Linked DNA regions of Sus scrofa: region 2 is linked to region 1. The links are chromatin contacts, called in public Hi-C maps. All regions are on one chromosome and are shown on one strand. The core of a region is the stretch at or near the end of the contact, and the rest is flanking DNA. Distances in the headings are between cores, read along the strand shown. Region 1 holds the start of CNTFR (ciliary neurotrophic factor receptor subunit alpha). Region 2 holds the start of ENHO (energy homeostasis associated).

Region 1 (2,837 bases), core at 220-2,719:
TTCATTGAGACACAGCCCCCTGCACCCACCAAGCCCTGGTTAGCCTACAGCCACAGGACTATTCAATTGTTCAAGCCCCATCATCCCCACATAGGCACTGGTACACCATCACATCCAGAGTCAAGACCCCCTGGACAAACTGCAATTATAGATGCACAAACACAGCCGGCACTTCATACTCCCACCACCTCAGTGATTACCGCCACACGCACATCCTCAGTGACACACAAATATACCAAGTATTACAAGCAGAACAACTAGTGTTGCAGACACGCACTCCTACAGCGGCACGCAAACACACACCCAATGCTGCAGACAAGCTGCCAGCCACAGACACACACAGACGCTTCTCAGAGAGAAAGACTAGACGGAAAGAGAAAGAAAATCCTGAATTTTCAACAAGGCGTGAAATAGTCCTGCCCGCCTGAAGCTACTGAAGGGGGGAGGGGGCCGAGGGAACGGGCGAGAGCGAGAGCTAGACGCGGGAGGAGAGGCGAGGAGCCGGGGAGGAGAGCTGTCCGTCTGGTGACCTCCCTGCGGCCCAGCCCCCACGCACAGGGAGATACACTACTCTGAGCAACACAGGGACACCCAGGCCGGCTCTTGGCGAGCCGCACTAGAGGAGACACACAACGGCAGACTCACAAAGAGACGGGGAGAGACCACAAGCGGACTCACATGGACACACAACACAGGAGGGCTTACAAAGAGATACCGGCGGAAACCCACTAAATGGACACACATCCAGGCGGACTCACGAGGGAACCACAGACAGCCTCACGCCGGCACACACGCGCGCGCACACACACACACGCGCGGATTCACACGGACACACAGACACTGGCAGACGCGCAACCGTCCGTTCACACCCCTGGGCGATCTGAAGTCCAGATTCCTGCTGGAGAAGGAAGCCGCCTCTGGGCGCGCGGGGGTCACTGCGACCCCCCAGCTCCGGAATTTTCCCAGACCCTGCGCGCGCTGCCGAGGGGTGAGGGAGAACTGGGAGGAGAGGGCAATCGGCCCCTGCCACCTCCCGCCGGCCGACTGTCCGCCCCCACCACCACCACCACCACCACGCCCAACCCGCGGCGCGCCCGGACATGGGGGGCCGCTTCTCCAGCGCCCCCGCCCCCGAGCTTACGCGTAAAGTTTCCCGTGAACTTTCCTGTCCCCCTCCACCCCGGTCTCGGGCCCACTCATGTCCCCTCCCTCTTCCCGCGCGCACGAGGGCCGCGGGTCTGTCGGTCAGCCCGAGGGTTTGAAGGTCCGGCCGCGCGCGGTCCGTGCAGGGTACTCACCGCGCCCTCGGACCGCCGGGGCTCCACACGTCGCCCTTCGACCGCCCCGGCAGGGAGCGCGAAGCTACCACTGCTGCCGGATCCCGCCGCCGAGCCCCGAGCCCCGCGCCGCGCCGGCTGGAGCCGCCGCCTCCGCTGCCGCCGCCGCCGCCCGCTCTGCACCGGCTCCTCGGCGCTCGGAGGCTTTAACCCCCCCATCCTCCTCCCTCCCTCGCGCGCTCCCTCCCTCCTTCCCTCGCCCATGTGACCGCGGGCGCCCGCTCGGCCGCGCGCGCCCTCGCTCCCTTCCCCCTCCCGCCTTGTCTCCCCCGCCTCCGCGGCCGCGCGCCACGACCCCCTCCCGGCCACGGCCCCCGCGCGCCTCCGCTGTGGCACGCTCCCGCGCCCGGCACGCGCGGCCCCACTCGCGCGGGCACACTCACCCTGCGCAGGCCTGTGAGCCCCCACTCCCACTGGCCTCGCGCTGGCACGCACCCTCCCCCCGCGGGCACACTCGCCCGCACTGGCACGCGTGGCCCGCTCGCAATCGCCCTTCCTCGGGAACGCCCTCCAGACGGCCGTGGTCCCCGCGCTTCACGCGCAGCCCTGACCGCGGGTCTCAAAAACGCGCGCGCACCCACACCCACACCCACTCCGCGGGATCCCCCAGGGCCGCTGGGCGCGCACTCAACCTCCCCGGGGTCGCTCATTCACACTCACTCTCTCACTCAGCCTCGGCCAGGTCTCCGCTGTGCACACTCCCACACGTTCAGGCCCAGGCTGCCTCGCACCGACTCCCTGGCATACCCAGGGCCAACTCTCGGGGTCCTCCCGCTGGCATCTCTGTGAGAAGAAGGAGAGCCCGAGCCCCCAGGCCCCACTTTGGGCAGGGACGGCCAGCCGTCTCCGTCCCTCCCGTGGTCCTACCGCCCCCAGCAGTGACCCCTCCTCCCAGTCACAGACATTCACACCCCTTGAGCGGAGGGAAGGGGGCTATTTGCCCCTGAGACCCTGGATGGACCAGACTGGGAACCAAGACCCTCACCTCCCACCAAGTCTCCAGTGACACACCACTGCTACCCTGTCCTTCTTCACCTCCTCCCTCCGCCCCGGACCCACGGCCTCGGGAGAGACCTCCACCGGGATTGCGGGGCGTAGGGAGGGTGCGCCCTCTATGCCTAGACGGGCAGTGCCAGAGCGCGAGGGCCAGAGTTTGGCGCTGGAGGTTCGCCCCTAGAGCTTTCCTTTTTGCAGCCTGGGCCTCTGAGGGGCGGGTGTGCTCGCTTCACTCGCCCCCAGGCCTCCGGTCTGGCGACAACATGGGGGATTAAGGTTAGACAACCCGACTTCTTCTGAGGCCAAGGGAGAGCGCAATATTGAAAGGGTGAATGCCAGAGGCGGAGAACCAGTGGCCCACCCCTATCCCCACCCCACGGATTTTTCACCTGACCTTTGACCCATAATCCCTGCGCCTGGCCCCTCCCGGGAGCTGCGCAAGGGCTGGGGGAGGGGAGGGGGTGGGAAGGAAATATCTCGCTGCTTCCTCACACCCTTCCCCAG
Region 2 (2,837 bases), core at 117-2,616, 61 kb before region 1:
GATGATGGCGATGAGGGCCCCCTGGGAGATGGCTGCCCCCATGACGGGCAGCACCCTCAGACAAGCACAGACCCAGGAGCTGCCCCGATGGCGAGGCCCATGCCGAGGCGGGACTCCGGGGTAGCCGGCCTTCCAGGGAGGCTGTCTGGTCCACACACTCAATGATTCCTGGACAGTGGAGACGTCCACCTGCAGTCCTGAGCCTGTGGGGGGATTGGGGGTGGGGGGGACAGAGCAAAGGCAAGGGTGGTGAGGAGGAAGGGACAGGGTGAGGCCTAGGAAAAGAGGGGTAGAGAGGAGAGCCCCCTCCCACATCTCTGGCCTCCCAGCAGGTCCCCTAGAGCCAACACCTGGCTCTGGGCACCTGGATGGGGGCGTGGCCACAGTGGGGAAGCTGGAGTAGGCAGCCTGTATCTCATTCTCCTTTGACCCTGTGGGCATGGCCTGGCCCTGCCCCCTGAGCATCCAGCCCACAAAAGCACCGCGTGAGTGTGTGGGATTGAGGAAGCCCAAGGCCTCCAAGGGTGGGTACTGTGACCAGCTTCGGTGTGGCCTGGGCGCCTCCCACCTCTCTGGACGCTAGCCAAGCAGCCCAGGAGACCTCCAGGGGCGCCAGCTCACACAGAGGGAACTTTGTGGAGGCCTGGCAGGCATGTATGGATCTGTGTATCCAAGACTAGGTACCTAGGTGCTCCGCTCCCTAAGGCTGTCTCTCCAGGTCAGGTGCGTGTGTCTGTATGTCTGGCTCTTATTCTGTCCCTTGGTTCCCTTGTCTGGATGTGCGCCTCTGCCTCTGTATACCTGTCTCTCTAGGTGGCTCTCTTTATACGTTTCTCTGTGTGTCCCCATCTCTTAGTGTCTGAGTGTCTTGTTTCTCTCCCAGTCTCTTTGTGTATCTCTGTAAGTCTCTGTCCATCTCTTTCTCCCTGTCTGTGTATGGATCTCTTGTATCTCTCCCCCTCTTTCCTCCCCGCTGTGTGTCCATCTGTCCCTGTGGACGTGTCTCTCTCCTCTCCGTAGGGTCTGTCTCTGTAGTTCTGTGCGTCTCCTGTATGTCTGTCTTTGTGTCTGTCTCTCTTTCTCCCCGGCTGTGTCTCTGTGGGGGAGTCCGTGTTTCTTTATCTCACGTCCCCGTGCCTGTGATGGAGGGCCCCTCTTACCTGAGTTGAGCCCGGTGCGCGCCCGCGGGAAGGTCTGGGGCAGCGGGATGCTGGGCGCCGATTGAAGCTGGGAGCCTGCAGGCGGGGGGCAGCAGGAGGCGGGCGGGGGTGACGTCCCCTCCCCCGGCCCTCCCCCTCGCCGTACAGCCTCCGCCGGCCGCTCCCGCCGCGGCGCGACCGGGGCGGCCTCTGCCGCGGGCGGTCTGCGGCGAGCGGGCACCTCCTCCCCCTGGGGCGGCGCCTCCTCCGCGGCCGTGGCCGCTCGCTCGCACGGCGGCGCTCGGGCGGCGGCGGCAGCAGTCTGGGCGCGGGATTCGGCTGGGCTCGGCTAAGTTCGGCAAGGTTCGGCTGGGCTCGGCTGGTCTCTCGGCTGGGCTCGGCCAGGCTCGGCCGGCAGCAAAAACAGCGAAGAGTCCCGCCTCTTGGGAGGCCAGCGGCCGGCAGCCTGTTGGAGGCGGAGCCATCCCCTCGCCGCTGCCGCCATTCAATTGGCTGGCCGTGCCAGGATCCCTTGCCATTGGTGGTGCGCTGGGCGAAGACTGGCCCACCCCTCGTGCAGGAGGGGGCGGAGAAGGGAAGAGGACTGAAGGGGCTACTTCGGCTGTATTCCTCCCCAGGGAAAGGGGTGGGGGCGAGGCCCACCTACTTGCCGGGGTTTCTTGCACCTTCCACACAAGATCTGCGCAATATTTCAACAAGGCCAAAGCCTCTGTGTTCCTCTACTTCAGAAGACCGCTCTTCAATATCTTTGAGAGGTCTCTGCTCCCGTCATCTGGAGGAAGGCTCTGGGACCCCACATCTGGGAGGAGACAGAACCTCCTGGTCTTGGAAGACCCCTCTGCTCACGGACGTGCACTCCCACTCCCCACTTCAAAGAGTCTGTAGTTGGCTCCAATATGCCCCGATCCCAGGAGGTGTGAGCAGCCGTGCCAGCATAAGTTGTCCGGACACATCTGTTGAGTTCCAACCCAGTGTTGGTCACAGACTTGTACTTTGTTCTGCTGTAGGGGAGCCTAGGACAGAGAGGAATGAGGCTATTCTGAGGGATGGCTCAGCCCTGGCTGGAATGGGACCAGTCATGACTACATCCATCCTAGAAGCTCTCCTAAGAGGAGCTTGGGCAGGAGCCATCAGGCAGACCTTCCTATCCTACCTCATATGCCAGTGATTCCTAGTGTTCTGAATGGACCCTTTTCTCATTCCCCTTGACTGTTCTCCATGGATAAGCACATGAAGTCTCTCGGTTCTCTCAAATCTAGCATTAATTTATCTCTGGAATTCTAGATACAGATCCAAATGCCTACCAGAATTAGGGTGGTGTCGGAGTTCCCTTTGTGGTGCAGCAGAAACGAAGGGACTAGGAACCATGAGGTTTCGGCCCTGGCCTTGCTCAGTGGGTTAAGGATCCCGTGCTGCCGTTGCCCTGAGCTGTGGTGTAGGTCGCAGACACACCTCGGATCTGGTGTTGCTGCGGCTGTGGCTTAGGCCGGCAGCTGTAGCTCCGATTTGACCAGTAGCCTGGGAACTTTCATATGCCCCAGGTGTGGCCCTAAAAATCTCAAAAGACAACAACAACAAAAAAAATTAGGGTGGCGTTGATTTCTGGTTTTACCAAGTAACCAAGTTTGTGATCCTGGGCAAGTTTCTTAGCCTCGCCTTCCTCATCTGTAAAATGAT

The links. Hi-C and Micro-C count contacts between places; a contact is called where the count stands out from the background.
Region 2: a Hi-C map of liver shows a contact between it and region 1, with 7 times the contacts expected there. The contact joins the promoter of ENHO here to the promoter of CNTFR in region 1. A contact is called at or near these places in 5 of 47 Hi-C or Micro-C datasets (fetal skeletal muscle, heart right ventricle, liver and 1 more) and 1 of 2 datasets of contacts at active chromatin or transcription factors (skeletal muscle).

Annotation. Positions count from the first base shown.
Region 1 is chr10:32,210,441-32,213,277 of Sscrofa11.1, reverse strand. It overlaps CNTFR (ciliary neurotrophic factor receptor subunit alpha), which reads right to left and starts at 1,469. Exons shown (of 11, transcript XM_021064676.1): 1 at 1,299-1,469.
Region 2 is chr10:32,271,665-32,274,501 of Sscrofa11.1, reverse strand. ENHO (energy homeostasis associated) reads right to left here and starts at 1,366. Exons shown (of 2, transcript NM_001164858.2): 1 at 1,161-1,366; 2 at 1-203. The coding sequence starts at 42.